Linked DNA regions of Mus musculus: all the other regions are linked to region 2. Evidence: chromatin contacts called from public Hi-C data. All regions are on one chromosome and are shown on one strand. The core of a region is the stretch at or near the end of the contact, and the rest is flanking DNA. Distances in the headings are between cores, read along the strand shown.

Evidence for each region. A called contact is a pair of places that touch in the nucleus more often than the background predicts.
Region 1: a Hi-C map of Sertoli cells shows a contact between it and region 2, with 2.6 times the contacts expected there. A contact is called at or near these places in 4 of 484 Hi-C or Micro-C datasets (the N1E-115 cell line, Sertoli cells, embryonic stem cells and 1 more) and 2 of 9 other capture datasets (embryonic stem cells and embryonic trunk).
Region 3: a contact with region 2 is called in a Hi-C map of the N1E-115 cell line, with 10 times the contacts expected there. A contact is called at or near these places in 1 of 484 Hi-C or Micro-C datasets (the N1E-115 cell line), 1 of 130 datasets of targeted methods (astrocytes) and 1 of 9 other capture datasets (embryonic tail).

What each region holds. Positions count from the first base shown.
Region 1 is chr19:15,455,476-15,460,543 of GRCm38.p6, forward strand. It overlaps the pseudogene Selenok-ps3. Among named protein-coding and RNA genes, the nearest start is that of Gm46645, 120 kb to the left of the region's middle.
Region 2 is chr19:15,799,982-15,804,782 of GRCm38.p6, forward strand. No RefSeq gene overlaps it. Among named protein-coding and RNA genes, the nearest start is that of Gm24319, 120 kb to the left of the region's middle.
Region 3 is chr19:15,324,314-15,328,943 of GRCm38.p6, forward strand. All of the region lies in intron 3 of Gm46645 (a long non-coding RNA gene), which reads right to left. Among named protein-coding and RNA genes, the nearest start is that of Gm46645, 14 kb to the right of the region's middle.

The sequences.
Region 1 (5,068 bases), core at 1,251-3,750, 340 kb before region 2:
GCAACCATTATTCTATGCATTCCCTAAGCCTAATGAGTACTGATTGTATGGTTAGCTGCTTGGACACCGAGTTCTTTGAGCCTGATTATAAGCCTGGGCTCTACCAGAATGGACCTGGCTCTGATTCCATCAGTTGTAATCTTGCTGTTGTTTCTTTGGAGTTTTGTGCCATATTACCCTCTACCTTTGGGATTTTGGTTCTCTGTCCCTCTACTTGATTCTAGCAGGACTTGGAAGCTGGAAGTTATGAAGACTTGGTAGGCAGATGGGGCCACAGCAGCCAGGGAGGTAATAAGGGATTTCGGCTCTGCTTCGGCATTGACTCATTCTATGCAGTGGGCAGTTTGCATAGCTGGAGGGTAAAGGTTTGACAGCAAAGTCCACAGACCAGACTGCATAACCTGGCTTTCCTGGGACTCTACCTACTTTAATGTATTTGGACAAGATAGCATGTTCTTTGTAATCTTAAATAGAAGATTGATTTGTTCTCTTTATAATGTGTCAGATCTCATGAAAAAAGCACATGTGCATGTGCCTGTGCATGTGTGTGTGTGTGTGTGTGTGTGAGAGAGAGAGAGAGAGAGACAGACAGACAGACAGACAGACAGACAGAGAGACAGAGAGAAAGAGAGAAAGAGAGAAACAGAGACAGGGACAGAGAGACAGGGAGAGAAAGCAAGTGAGCGGGCTTTGGCTCTCCAGCATCCTGCATCCTAACCACTCACCATGCTTCACACCCACTTCACTCACTCCGTGCCTTTAGGTTACCTGCCTGGAAGGTGGATTAAAGCATTTGCTTTTACAACCCAAAGTCTGGAAGAGGCAAGGGTAGATTAACAAGTGATCCTCAGGCAACAAAGAACACAGCAAAGCCACAGACATCAGTCAAATGGTGAAGGTTTGAATTCGTAGGCATATTTACAAACGGATCACAGTCTCCCATTAGTTAGGCAGTCTCCCTTCACCGGTGGATATAGAATAGATAAATAAATAGCAAGAATACATGTGATACATATTTAGATTGCACATTAGACTTTAAAATCTATGCCTAACTGAATGCATTAGCTTGTGTTTTCTGTTTATGTCTCCACAATGCCATGGAAACACAGCCCAGCATCCTAATAGCCCTCTCTCAGCAATAAATAAACAAAGTCTTTGTCTCTTCATGTTTCAATTTCTCCTTTTTTATGTGTGATTTACAGTTTCAAAAAAAAAAAGCCAACTGATGGGTGACATTTTACTGTTGTTTTCCTCTCTGCCCCTTCCAGTTTCCTTGTCTTGCATAGTATGTCTGTCCAAGCCCACAAAATGCACCTCTGGCAGTCACTGAAGTCACACTAGCACCGGCAGCCATCAGGGAAGGAGTCTCCCAGCTGGACTCATCTTTCCCCTTCATAAGAAGCCATAATAATTAATTCTGTAATGAAGTTCCTTAAGCTCTTCATCCTAGCCCAGAGAGCACTTACTATAGTTGTTTAAGGTTGAAAGTGGATATAAAACAGACATAAAATCTGGTGGGTTTGCTCCCTTCTATCAGTCTGACAACAACAGCCATTCCATTTCTGTGGCGACAGCAACAGCAGTTGCAACCATTAAATGGTCCTGAGATGGCAGCAGCCTCCCTGGCTCCAAAGCCTGCAGAGCAGACGAGCCGCTGGCTGCCACTGGTGCCCTAACATGCATGGACAAGATGAAACACGAAGCTCAAAGTGCCTGGAGCACTGTCTCCCGGGGCAGCTCTCTGTTTTCTGGCACCTGCTGACCTCTGCCATCAAGTAACTCAAGACTCTAGTAGGCAGATTCCTATCTGCAGAAAGGTAAGCAAATCGGATTAGGTGGCTCAAATCTGCAATGTCCCTCCTAAACTCGACTGTTGGGACCGCATTCCCTAGAGGACGACCAGGCTGCTGCCACATCAGGTACTTCCCCCACAGTCCTCCAGCATAAATTCCTATAGAGACCTTTACTCACTGACTGCATCCTGGCTAGCACCACTGGACCACAGGCTTGATTGTCCAGCTGGCAGGATTCACTGCTTTGGAATGCTCCAGCAACATCCCAGCCACAGACATCCTGTGGTAAACCTCAGGGCCAGGAACTAGCAAGCAATGTCTGTTGTCATTAGCACTGAAAAGCAGTCTGTTGACCAGATTTCAAAGCATTCACAAAGTTGATCCATCATAGCTTCTGCTCAAAGACAGACATTATTTATGCAGAAGTTTCATATGCTGGACCTTAAGCCAGACAGCAATGTTTCCAGAGCAATGTCCTTCCTGGGTAATAATCAAATGTTATGGCCCTTGCTTTTCAAAACTGGTATATAATAACCTGTCCATCTGAATTACATTTCCATATCTTTTATGAAACAATAAAAAGAAACATGACATTGTTAGATACTTACCTCATGCATTGGAGACGGTTATTATTAGCCCTGTGTCTCAGACAAAGCAAAGTTTAAAGAGGCACATTATGCACGTCCAAGGTCAGAGCAACATCAAGCATTCAAACTGGGATGAAAACCAAGCCCTCTGATTGCAGAGTCCATGTGTCTCCCGCCTACATTGTGTGAGCACACACTGTGAACGGCACATAGCACAAGGGGGTTCTTTCAAATGAAGTTAACTTTTGATCTTGTGGGCTAGTTTAACTCCCAAATGAAAAATGCTCTGGTGACATTTTTCTCCCCTGCCATCTGCTTTAGCCTGAAGAAGCAAAGGCGAGGCACCCACTTCCATCCATCAGTATACCTTGCCTTTGGGGAAAAGTTGCATTGTGACTCTTGGTTTTCATTCATAGCATCTCTGCTCAATTTACCTCTCTCCCTTTGAGGTTTATGGTTTTGTTTTGTTTTGTTATTCTTTGTCTCCTGTTAACCTTACAGGTCACTCAAAATCTCTTACAGTTGCAAAATATATAATAAGTACAGTTGTCTAATATATACTCTTTCAGATTGGACTCTGAAAAAAATCCAAATTCCACATGATCATGACTAATGTAATAGAGTTCTTAGGGGAAAGATAAATGATGAAGTTGAATTCAGAACAAAAATTGGGCCCATGGATAAAAGTGCCTGCTGTCAACTCTGATGGCCTGAGGTTAATCCCTGGGACACTAGTGGTAGAAGGAGAGAGCTGACACCCACCAGCTGTCCTTTAATATCCACACACAGCGGTGCACACACACACACATACACACACACACACACACACACACACACACACACACACACACACATACACACACACACACGTTAAGATGTTATTTATAAAACCTTTATGATTCACTGCAACACATGTCCTATATGAAATAATAGTGAAATTAATAAAGATTCCACCACAGTTTAAATGCAAAGTTTAATAGAGATTCTAAATGAGAAAAGTCGGTCACTTTTGTATTAAAGGAAATTTGTCTGTGTTTAGTGGTTTGTTTTCTTGTGTTACACCTTTGTTTTTCTTTTCTTTTCTTTTTCTTTTCTTTCTTTTTTTTTTTTAATACATGGCCTTTATTTCTTCTAGACCAAAGATTTTGGGTATGATCATATAAAGATGAAGAATCAAGTTTTGCAACCTAATAATATTTACTTCTTAAAACTATATTAATACTTTAGTACACTATACAAAAAAGATAAGGAGACAAACATGTACATTTATAGAACTGCGTATCAGTCAGGCCAGATTCTGCAGAGGGAATTCCCAGCATGACCTCATTCATCTGTGAGGACACAGAGCAATCCTTGTTTGGACAGACACCATCTTCTCCTGCATGAGTCGCTCTTCACCTCTTGATGGCTTCCTTCTTCGTGTGTGTATGTCTAGTTGTCTGCTTCTCAAAGCAGACATTCACCTTCCTCATCCACCAGCTATTGGAGGAGGGCTGGGACCGTGACAGTGACTGATCCTACCCATTATTTGTGGAGGGTTTCCTGGTGGTGGCCCTCTTCGATCACCGTATCTGGAATCAGAGGAGATCCCATAGCCTCTTCTTTTCTTCACATCTTGCTGAAGTAGAGTTTTGAAAAAGAAAACCACAAATTCTGCTATTCCCCAGAAGAAATCTGTTAGGAAAGACACTCTCCATGGGGACTGATTCTGGTTGTCCAACACTTGACCATGTAAAACATCTTCCCTCCAGTTGCCTGCTTCCTAGCTACAGAGAAGACCGGACCCCCTGTTGTTGCCATACCTAGCCTCCCACCCCCTCTTGGTTTTTTTTTTAAGAGGTTTATTTAACTCATAGTTCTAGCCATTGAACAGCATGGTGCTAGCAACTGCTTAGTTGTTGGGGAGGAGAGTTGACTTCTGGAAACATCACAATGTGGCAAATGTCATCAGTGTAAGAACTCACATAAGAGGCAGGGCTATCAAAGCACGCCAGAAAGCCAGGCAGCTTTAAGGGACAAGCCTTGATCTTCCTTCTTATGACAATCCAATCCAAACTTCCTTCTTATGACAAACCAATCAGGGTCCCAAAAGAATCATACTTCATACTTTAAAGCTGGCACCCAAAACCAATTCCTCTCTTACTAGGTTCTACAATCTCAACACTGCTGCACTAGAACCAAACTTCTAACACATGAACCATGGCCTGGGGCTTGGTCAGTGGCAACACATAATCCCATATGGACCCTGAAGTCTAGCCAAACCAGCTAACAGTCTGTGGATGTTTAGCTTTGTGCTTGACACATGAGCATCATGACCATGAAACAAGCATCCATCTCTTTTTGAACAGTCATTTGGATCTCAGCTCAGGTTGCAGGTTCCAGCCACGTTGAGCAGATAGGCATACAGCATTTGCTTTCAATGTACATCACGTAATCTACTAGCTGTTTGCTTCCTTCCTGCCACTGCACTCCTTTCCCAGAAGGAAGTCATCTTGGACCTTACAGGTGATAGAAAAAAACTCACAAGTGCAAAACAGAGTAGAGCGGGGCTCTGGCTGTCATGAAGGGAATGTCCAGAACAGACCACAGCCCCTTGAAGTGTTACACATCAAGAATCAGTTATCTTTGAAGCTGCAGAGATACCCACCAGGACAACTTCTTAAGGCTTTCCCAAGGTGTAAAAAAACC
Region 2 (4,801 bases), core at 285-2,784:
TTGACTAAACAGCTGTGCCCAGTGGGCACAACCCAGGGTTGACATTTTATTGGCTTATTTCAAGAGGCAGAAAGCTGTGATTCTATATAGCCATTGTCACCTTCTCTTCTCTGAGCACAGGGCCAGCTTCAATAGCAGCTCACCCACCTGGTCAAGTGAGACATGGTTGTCCTTCATGGCATTGGCTGCCACACAGTAGGAGAAATAGCCACTAACAGTCATAGCACAGGTCCTCCCTCTTCAGTAGCTCAACTGATTTTTCTTGAGTTTATTTAAGCATATTTTTTTCTAAAGCTATTGTAAAAGTCCTAGTCTGATTCTAGTTTGACCAATTTAGGTCAAATACTTCTTTAGGAAGAAATAGCATCATGGGGCAGAATATACAGTGTTTCGTTACACTTAAATTCCAGATAGACAACAGGTTTGTGTGTGTGTGTATGTGTGTGTGTGTGTGTTCCATATAATATCTCAGATACACTTTAATAAAAGAACATAATCGTTTATCTAAAATTCAAAGTTAACTGGGTCTCCTTTCGGTTTTATGGCTGTTGCTTTGCTAATTTGAGCAAGACCCTCCATCAGGAGCCCAAAATAGGTGGAAATATAAAGATTTTTATTACATCTGGATAACATGTCCACCACCCCAGCACAGAAGACCAAAGTCCACCTCACTAAAGACACATGTCCCCTGAGGAAAACCAGGTACAAGTCTAGAAGACGAAGGACAGACATTGATCAGCCAAACACAGCAGATCTGTCCAAAATCGAAGTGGGTGTGGCTATGGAAAAGGAGCGTGTGGTTTCAAAGGTTTTCAGGGGCGGGGCTGGGGGGGGAGGGGTGATGTGGGCCAGCTGAGGGGGGGGGGAAGAAAATTGTGCAGGCTCCTTCTCAATCTCCTAAGGTTGTGTTTTTAGCCGTACACATTTGCCAGATTGCTTGAAAAAAGGCAACAGCTGTGGGAACTGACAGTTTACAGTTGGGATAAATCGCATTAGTGAAGTATTTCAATTAGAGTGATATCGAACTAAAAAACCAAAGTCATCCCTGAACAAATAAATTAGCACTTCAGTTCGTGAAGTGGAAGATTTCAACAGCGCCTACCTGCCCATTGTTGTGCTGATAGTTCCTGATACTGCCCTTGTAGGGATGGCGCATATGTCCTGCTAGAGAAGGACAATTAGTCAGGATCAGTCTATAACTAGGTATTTGTTTCATTCCTGACCAACAGCCAAATTTGGTCTCAGATCAGCCTGAAATGTCCCTAATGGTGCATCAGAGAGCCTTCCTGCGGGGTCCTGGTACAGCCCACCAGCAGGTCAGCCAGACGACACAGGGCTGGACTCTCTTTCCCAAGCTAATTCATCTACACCGGTAGCACTTTAAAAATCAACTCAGAGACCGGTCTTGCAGCAGATGCTTTTTCCGCCTGCAGAAGATGAATGTGAAGAACCACAGCTCCCTTGTTCTCTCAGGGTCGGGGCCAGCTCAGCCCACAGACTGCAGGCAGCCAGGGGCTCTACAAAAGCCTTCTGTTCGCCTGGCCTCCTTTTCCTTCCCACCCATTCTCCTCCTCCAACATCACACCCGGTTCTCCCAACTCCCCACCCCAGCCTGAGTCGCAGCAGAAATTTTTCCTCTGCTAGCTAGTGATTCCGGCTAATTAGGTGGCTGCTTTCATTTACTTCAGCAGTTGGAAGAGGGGCTAAAATAGCATTGCCCCTATTCGTGTTGGAAAAATAAATCATGCCCATTGTTACTCAAGATCTTCCTCTCCCCCTCCTTCTCCCGCTCCTTCTCCCCCCCTCCCCCCCCCCCCCGCCCCCCAATCAAGCAAATTAGCAGCTTGGTTCGTTTTCCTGGCATTCACTCCAGGGCAGCCAGCAGCACCCCGGAATGTGGCTTGAAGGTGTGTGGTCAGTACAATTGTTTGGAGCTGTTTGTGCCAACAATGGGAGGAAATGCCTGTCTTCCAGAGGACACCGAGTGGCACTTGTCTTCCTTAGCTTAAGGAGGTCTTACCAGCTGCTGCCAAGCCTGGCTTCTCAGGAAGAGATACACCGCCATCTATTGGTCACGGAGGTTAACGGCAATGCCTTTCTCTCCCATATTTGCTCGAGGCCACTAAAGGACAGACAACAAAGCTTCTAGTAAGTTCTAAAAATAAGCTGATTCTTTGTACCTCGGAGTAAGACGGCGTTTTCCTCTAAGGTTGCAACTCTAAGTGCAGTGCAGCGCGTGACTAATACTTCCGCTGTGGGGCGCTTTCCGTGATGCTGGTTTCCAGGTCTCAGGATGGTTGGCTGGCATTGTCTGAAAGAGCTTGAGGCTCACCACTTCTCCATCCGACCTCAACTATCTTGGGTATCAGCACTTCTGGGTAATGGTTCTTACGCTGTAAACCTTCATATCATCCTTCTCCCACCCAAAACAAGCCCAGTTTCTAAGACTGCAAGATGGGGAGGGGCATTCAAAAGCTTCCTGCATTCAGAGACACTTGTCTGTGCACTGAGGATCAAATGCCAAGTCTTTTTGCATCCTGGATCCTGAAACAAGCAACTCCCCTATTCCTGACAACAAATGCTTCGGCTGCCTTTTATTTCATTCTGTTCTACATACATGAAGGACATGATTGCCTCCCTGGTTTCCAGTTTTAAAAAAATCCTGATTTGATTAGCGTTTGTGTAGAGATGGACGATCATATACAACCAGTCCATCGCAATATGTTGGGTTTGGTTTGTGACTCTCAATCAGGGTGACTGGCATGACATCCAAGAGTCTTTGTTATCATATTGGAACATTTTGGATTGACACAACTTGACAAGGTGTTGAGCGTTCTACAGCATTCAGGAGAGACCCACCACTAACACACACAGCAGAGAGTTATCCAGCCCAAACTGTCAATAGCACAGATGCACTAGGAGTCTGGTTTAGAAAAGGGGGAGGGGGAGGGAGGGGGAGGGAGAGGGAGAGGGAGAGGGAGAGGGAGAGGGAGAGGGAGAGGGAGAGAGAGAGAGAGAGAGAGAGAGAGAGAGAGAGAGAGAGAGAGAGATCGCCCTCTGGTAATGGGGTTATGATAACATTGATTGTTCTCAAATGAGCCACACCGCAGAGACAGAGGATAATTCTCCTTCTCCCAAGTCAGTATTTACTGCCTTTTTTTCTTCTTTAGCTCTTCCATTTTAAACATAATTTAGCTGTCTTTTTCCCCCCTTCTGCTGCTGGGAAGAGAAAGGGTTGGAGGGGGAGGGGAAGGCAAAAAGAAAAGGAGGATTAGAGGCTTGACCTGTTTCTCGGGAAGAGATGCCACATCCCTCTCTCAGATGTGCTTCGTGACCAGGCAGGGTACAATTAAAAGCACAATAATTTGCTTGTTATTCAAGTCAGGCATTAGTCCGGGTAATGGCGTGCTTGGTGGAGAGATGGATTTCCTTGTTAGGCAATAAGCGCAGGATTAACTGAATTCTCCATGGAGAAATCTTGATTTGTTCAAGGTCTTTCATGTTTTCTACAGAGAAGGGATTATGTCTTCTTAAAGAGGGGCCTTGCTTAAAAAGCTACAAAGTATAAGAAAAGGATTTAGGGCAGAGGGGCCTGTGGTTAAGTAGCTGAGGGGTACAGGGAATTTTAGAGCAAGGGATTATTTAAAGCCATAAAGTTCAAAAAATAATTGGTTTAGCACTACTGGGTCAGTGCTGGCAAGCTCACAGTAAGGCAGCTAAGCATGGGCTAATATTCATTTTACTTTGGCTAATTATTGCATGGATCCAGGAGAGGAGGAGCAAGAACGCGCTCCCTCCCTGGCAATCAGGAAGTGCAGTATATTTGGTGTGTGCCTTTCGGGCTTGTGTTTTATGATGGGATGTCCAGAATGTAAGAATCACAAGAAGTGTTACTTAAAACACAGGCACTCTTGTCTTAGAATAAGCCTGCTACCCCAGAAGCAGAGAATAAAGACACTATTAGTGTGGTTTTTTTGTTGTTGTTGTTTTTTGGTTTTTTGTTTGTTTTTTTGTTTGTTTGTTTATTTTTTTGGTTTGTGTTTGATTTTAGGGTTCTGAGGGCAGAATCCAGGGCCTGGCACATCCTAGGCAAGTTCCCTACCACTGAGCTACATCCCCAGCACCCAGCCACTCAGCTTTAAATCCAAGGACACCGTTAGAGAGGATATGAAGTAAAGTGCTGACTTCACCAGCCACCCTCATGAAACCAGTGAGGCTCAACCAGCCCAGCGACAACTTTGTCACAGTCCAGAGATGTTTTCATCACATCTGGAAATATGCCACTGACATCAAACTACAGAGGCTGGAGTTGTGAGGGCAGGTGCTTTTAAATAGATCATAATCCATAGACTAGAAGCCAACACAAGAAATTCCACTCCAAAGTGATGCTCATGGAGAGGGTAAGAAACCCTGGTCTATGCATCTATGCAAGACAATTTCTCTGCTTGGGTAAATCAAGGTCTTATTATCTCTCTCTCAATCTCTCTGTCTGTCTCTCTGTCTCTCTGTCTCTCTCTCTCTGTCTCTCTCTCTGTGTCTCTCTCTCTCTCTCATAATTCATCCTTTCATAAGTCAAAGGAGCATGTTTCTACTTCCCTTCCCTTTTCGTTACCAGACATTTTTTACAAATCAAGAAAGAAGGGCATTGCCCTTGGCATACTAAGGCTGCACACTGAAGGACCCTCACCTACCATCCTTTCCATGACTGATGCACACACAGAGAGAAGAGAGCTGGCTTGCACGTGCTCACACTCCCTTCTCTGAGATTGCTCCTTCTTCCCTGCGTGAAGCGCATTCACTC
Region 3 (4,630 bases), core at 1,003-3,502, 470 kb before region 2:
ATGAACCAACCAATACTTCCAGAGATTCCAGGGACTAAATCACCAAAGAGTTGCATATGTAGTAGAGGATGGCCTTGCAGGACATCAATGGGAGGAGAGGCCCTTTGCTCAATGCCCTAGTGTAGTGGAATCCCAAGACAGGGAATTGGGATTTGGTGGGTTGGTGAGCAGAGAGATAGGGTGTGGGAGAGGAGGTTTTCAGAGGGGAAACCAGGAAAGGGGATGTCATTTGAAATGTAAATAAAGAATATATCTAATAAAAAAAGAAAATGTAGTCAATGTTAACTTTATCTAACTATATCTAATATTGCATGATTTCCTAGTTAGCTACTGCAAGGAAATAGCTAATGCAGGGTTAAGTTGACAAAGAAAAGGACATAGTTTGGGAAGCTTGCTAATGTCGTCCTGGAGTCAGTCCAGTGCTGGTGAAGGCCTTCTGGTGGCATCCCAAGGCAACATGGCAAGAAATGGGAACAGGCACTGTGTCTGTGTCCATGCCTGGTTTCTATCCCTGTTACAGAGTCACCAGAATTGAATCACAGCTCTCCATGCCAATGGCCTTATCTAAACCTAATTATTTTCCGAGGACTGCAACTCTAAACACTGGTTGGATTCAGTTTTCAGATTTTTGATATCATTAACATAATAATTTGGAAATGAGTTTGGGTTGCTAATGAGCAATGGAAGCCTTATAGGATTACTAAAAGTCTAAATTATGTTAATTAGTCAAGGAAAAACTCAGCACTTATTAAGTATTTGCTTATACTTATTCTGATTATCACTACTGTAACTCCTAAGACATTCATTCACAGGACCTGCTGGTCCCCATCCCTACTCAACTAGGCTGCTGGCTACCAACAGTAACAACAGCATGATATCTGCAGAATCGGCATGCAAAGGGGTGCACTAAAACAAAATAAACAGATTTACACACCATCAGAAACATCTCCACTCCTTTACTGTGTTCATTCAAGTCTGTGTGGGCACATATATAATGACAAGTACCAGAACTGTGGGAGGTTCTAGACCTGTAAGAGGACTGTTTGATTCTTTGTAAATAGACATGGGACTGGGTTGGGGATAGGGATTTTGATGTGCCTCGTAATCCTCTCAACTGCTGATGCATAAATGCATAAACTCACACCGAGTCATAATACATTTGAGAGGCTCTGGTAATTGTCTAAGAAGGGAAATAAATAGGCTTGGGAATAAATCTGGTTTTTAAATAATTTAGTTACATAAGCTTTTAATGGATTATATTTTTATAAGGACTAATACTTGTAAAATTTTTGCTTTTAGCAAATTATGCATCATTTGAACACACAGGCTGATGCTTAATAAGAATTAGAATTATATTTTGCTTGTTATATAAGTAAGTATCTTGTTACATGCCTGTTTAATGCTTGCAAAGCATTCCAAACAATCTCTTTAGAATAAGAGTCTAATTACACATTTATCATTAAAATTACAGTGAGCTAATTGCCTTGGAGATATCTTTATCTCTCTTGCAGCTTGCTTAATCCTAATGCATGTTTTCAATAATCATTTGTTATTTAATTAACTAATTAACAAACAATACCTGTCCTATGGAAAATCCTAAATTAAACACTTGAGATGCTTTAATTGAATGCTCAATAACCCAATACAGCCCTTAATATTAGACCTTTAAATATTGCAAAGATTCTATTGAATCACACATTACTTTGCTCCTGTTATCTTTGGGGCTTAATTGGTAGGGGAGGAAAGGGCACTTGATAATACACAAGGGATATCCAGCACAGCAAGGTTCTGATGAAACAGAAAATACCCATTAATAGCTGTTGAGGGAAAGCAGGCCAGCCATACAGCCAGCAACAGAAGCAGGCCATTCATTTAGAGTATCAATGTCTTTGTTCCCTAGAATTAAGAAGCATAGTTTGGATGATAATCAGAAACAGGGCCCCAAATTAGCAGTCTGTGACAAAAAGCAGACATCTATGATGTCCTGGTCCCCACCCCACACTGTACTCAGTATGGCTCTGAGCATATCTGGTGCATGGTATTTCCTCCTGTGGCATACAACCATTTGATGACAGACTCAGATATTCCTTTGTATCGTGATGTCTCATGTTTACTTTTCTTGAGTTCATCCCTTCCAGTTTAGCATGGGAAGTGCTGCTGAGGATACCCAACAGTACAGTTCTAATTACTAGCATCCTCCTGATGCCCCCTACACTTCCTGATCATTTCCTCTCACCTCCTTGATGTTTGCAGCTTTCAGTATCATCTTTCCTTCCTACCAACATCCTCGCATCGCTGGCCTTCTGTACCTGTGCCTCTCAATCTACAAATGTTATGGTTTTACCTGGTTACAGTCATCTACTTTGATCATTATTTGTCACTTTTTCTCAATGTCCCATGAACTCTTCAAGGGTACATCCTTCAAAGAATTATCTTCTGTTGAAATCTGTACTGAAACCTAAAGCCATCCTTTTCTCTGTCACCCCTATCTCCTCTATTTTACAAATATACAATAATTATAATTACATGCCCATCTTCTACCTTAAACTATAGAAATCAGAATTAAATACTTCGAAGAACAGACTGAAGTTTAGTAAATACAGTTTCAAATTCCTGCTTTACCATACACAAGCATTTGAACTTATACTTAAATATTTAATTTCTTCTTTCGTCAATTTCCACATCAGTAAAATGGGAAGAGTAATTGCATTTCATTCATAAGTTTATTCTGAGACTTGTGTTATATACCATATATACAGTACAAATAAACAGTGTCTCAGTCTCACATATGGAAAATTCCAAAGTCATTGCAAGTTTATTTTAATATCATTACATATCTTTATTATTGCATATGTTTTTGTGTCTAATACAGTTTATGACTGATGTGAAAATTTCTTCCGTAAGGGAAACATGAACATATCTACCACTTCCTCCTAAGTTCCTAACAATACCCTGATGTACACGCCCACCAAAATACACTCTAGGAAACCAAGGAGTTCATCAGGCTCCCTTCAGTGTAACGGGTGAGTGGTTATGGGCAGGAGTGTGGGCAACTTTAGATCAGCCACACAGGAAGGTCTTCACTCAGCATGGATTATGATTCTTCTGTTGAAACTTAAATGGAACCCCTCCCCCTAGTTGATCTCACACCCACCCTCTAACTCTTCTCTGAAAGCCTCTGAAAGTCAGAATTTCATACAACTGGATGGGAGGAGTGTTTGACTACTTGGGTTGAGGGTTTTAAGACCTTCCCACCCACTCTCCCGAGAAGGAAGACCAACAGTCAGCAAGCCCAGCTATGGTGATACTCTGCAATGATTATGCCTATTCTGATAAAGGTGGTGGCAGTTTTGCCTAGTGCATTGTTCCATACGTTAATGGCACAGTGTGTATGTGTGGGTTTAGTTAATGTTGCTATAAATTTATTTTCTGAATTATTATAGAAATCAATCACTGAAGTTATGTATTAAAACAGGAGATAAAACTTCGGCAGGAGTACAGAACTTTTTTACATATTTAAAATTACACCCTGTAGAGGAATGGAATCAGAGCACATGATGGGAGGTACATGATTAGAGAGCAAAGCAATATGATAGAAAGGTCAATTTAACATTGTAATTTTCTAATGATCATATGTAAAATTTAATGAGTTTCCTTTTATTTTATGCATTTAGGAGATAATAATAACGTTCGTAAGGGTGCTATAGTGTTTTAGGGCAGGATTATATGACAACAGATAAAGTGTCTATGAATTTTTGGCTCTGTTAAAAGTTTCATTTATGTGGTTGGTCAATATTCTGTGACGTATAGCATGCATTCATTTACCATCATATTGTTAAATGCCTAGTCTTTTAAGTTATCTCCATGGTGTCAGTGAATGACACTTGAATTATTCGCATTATTTGTGGACCAGGAGTCCTTGAGAGAAGTCTAAGCTGTGTGGCTTCGTCAGGCAAGTACAAGAAATGGCACACATGACTTTAGGCCTGTCTTCTTTGCAAACCATTCTCAGTGTTTTCACGTTTAGATGCTGATGCATGCAATCTTGAGTTCTTTCCCCAGGAATGAAGACACAGATTCTCTTAAGTTTGGGACAATAACTTCATAAACTGTGCCATGTTTTCAATGAGTCACTTGGAAATATTAGTTAGGAAATAATGCACAGGCTATGAAAATCACCGGCCCACTTCAACAGCCTCAGAGCAGATAGAGTTGGAGGAAGACGATCCATGAAGGGCTCCCTCTGGGATGTACCATGTCCTAACCCGAGCCATTCTCCTCTAAAAGCCATCGCTCTTCAAAAGGAACAAACCGCCATCTCCTTCCTTCCCAGTGGCTCAAATACACATGTCTAAAAGCAAGAGCTGCACGGACTGCCGGAACTTGTTCAAACTACTGTTAGGCTGCAGAGGTTTCCTGCCATTCATTGTTCATAATCTACCTGTCAGGGACTGTGAAAGACATTACACTTCCAACCAAAGGATTTTCTTTTGCTTGTGTTTAGAATGATTTCTCCTGGTTTCAATAATGTTTTTGTTAAACCACACAAGGTGAGAAATAATAATAGGATATTGCTTAATTGAATATGTCACTGTGGCAGGAGGCACAAAGCTCCATTCTCACACACGCT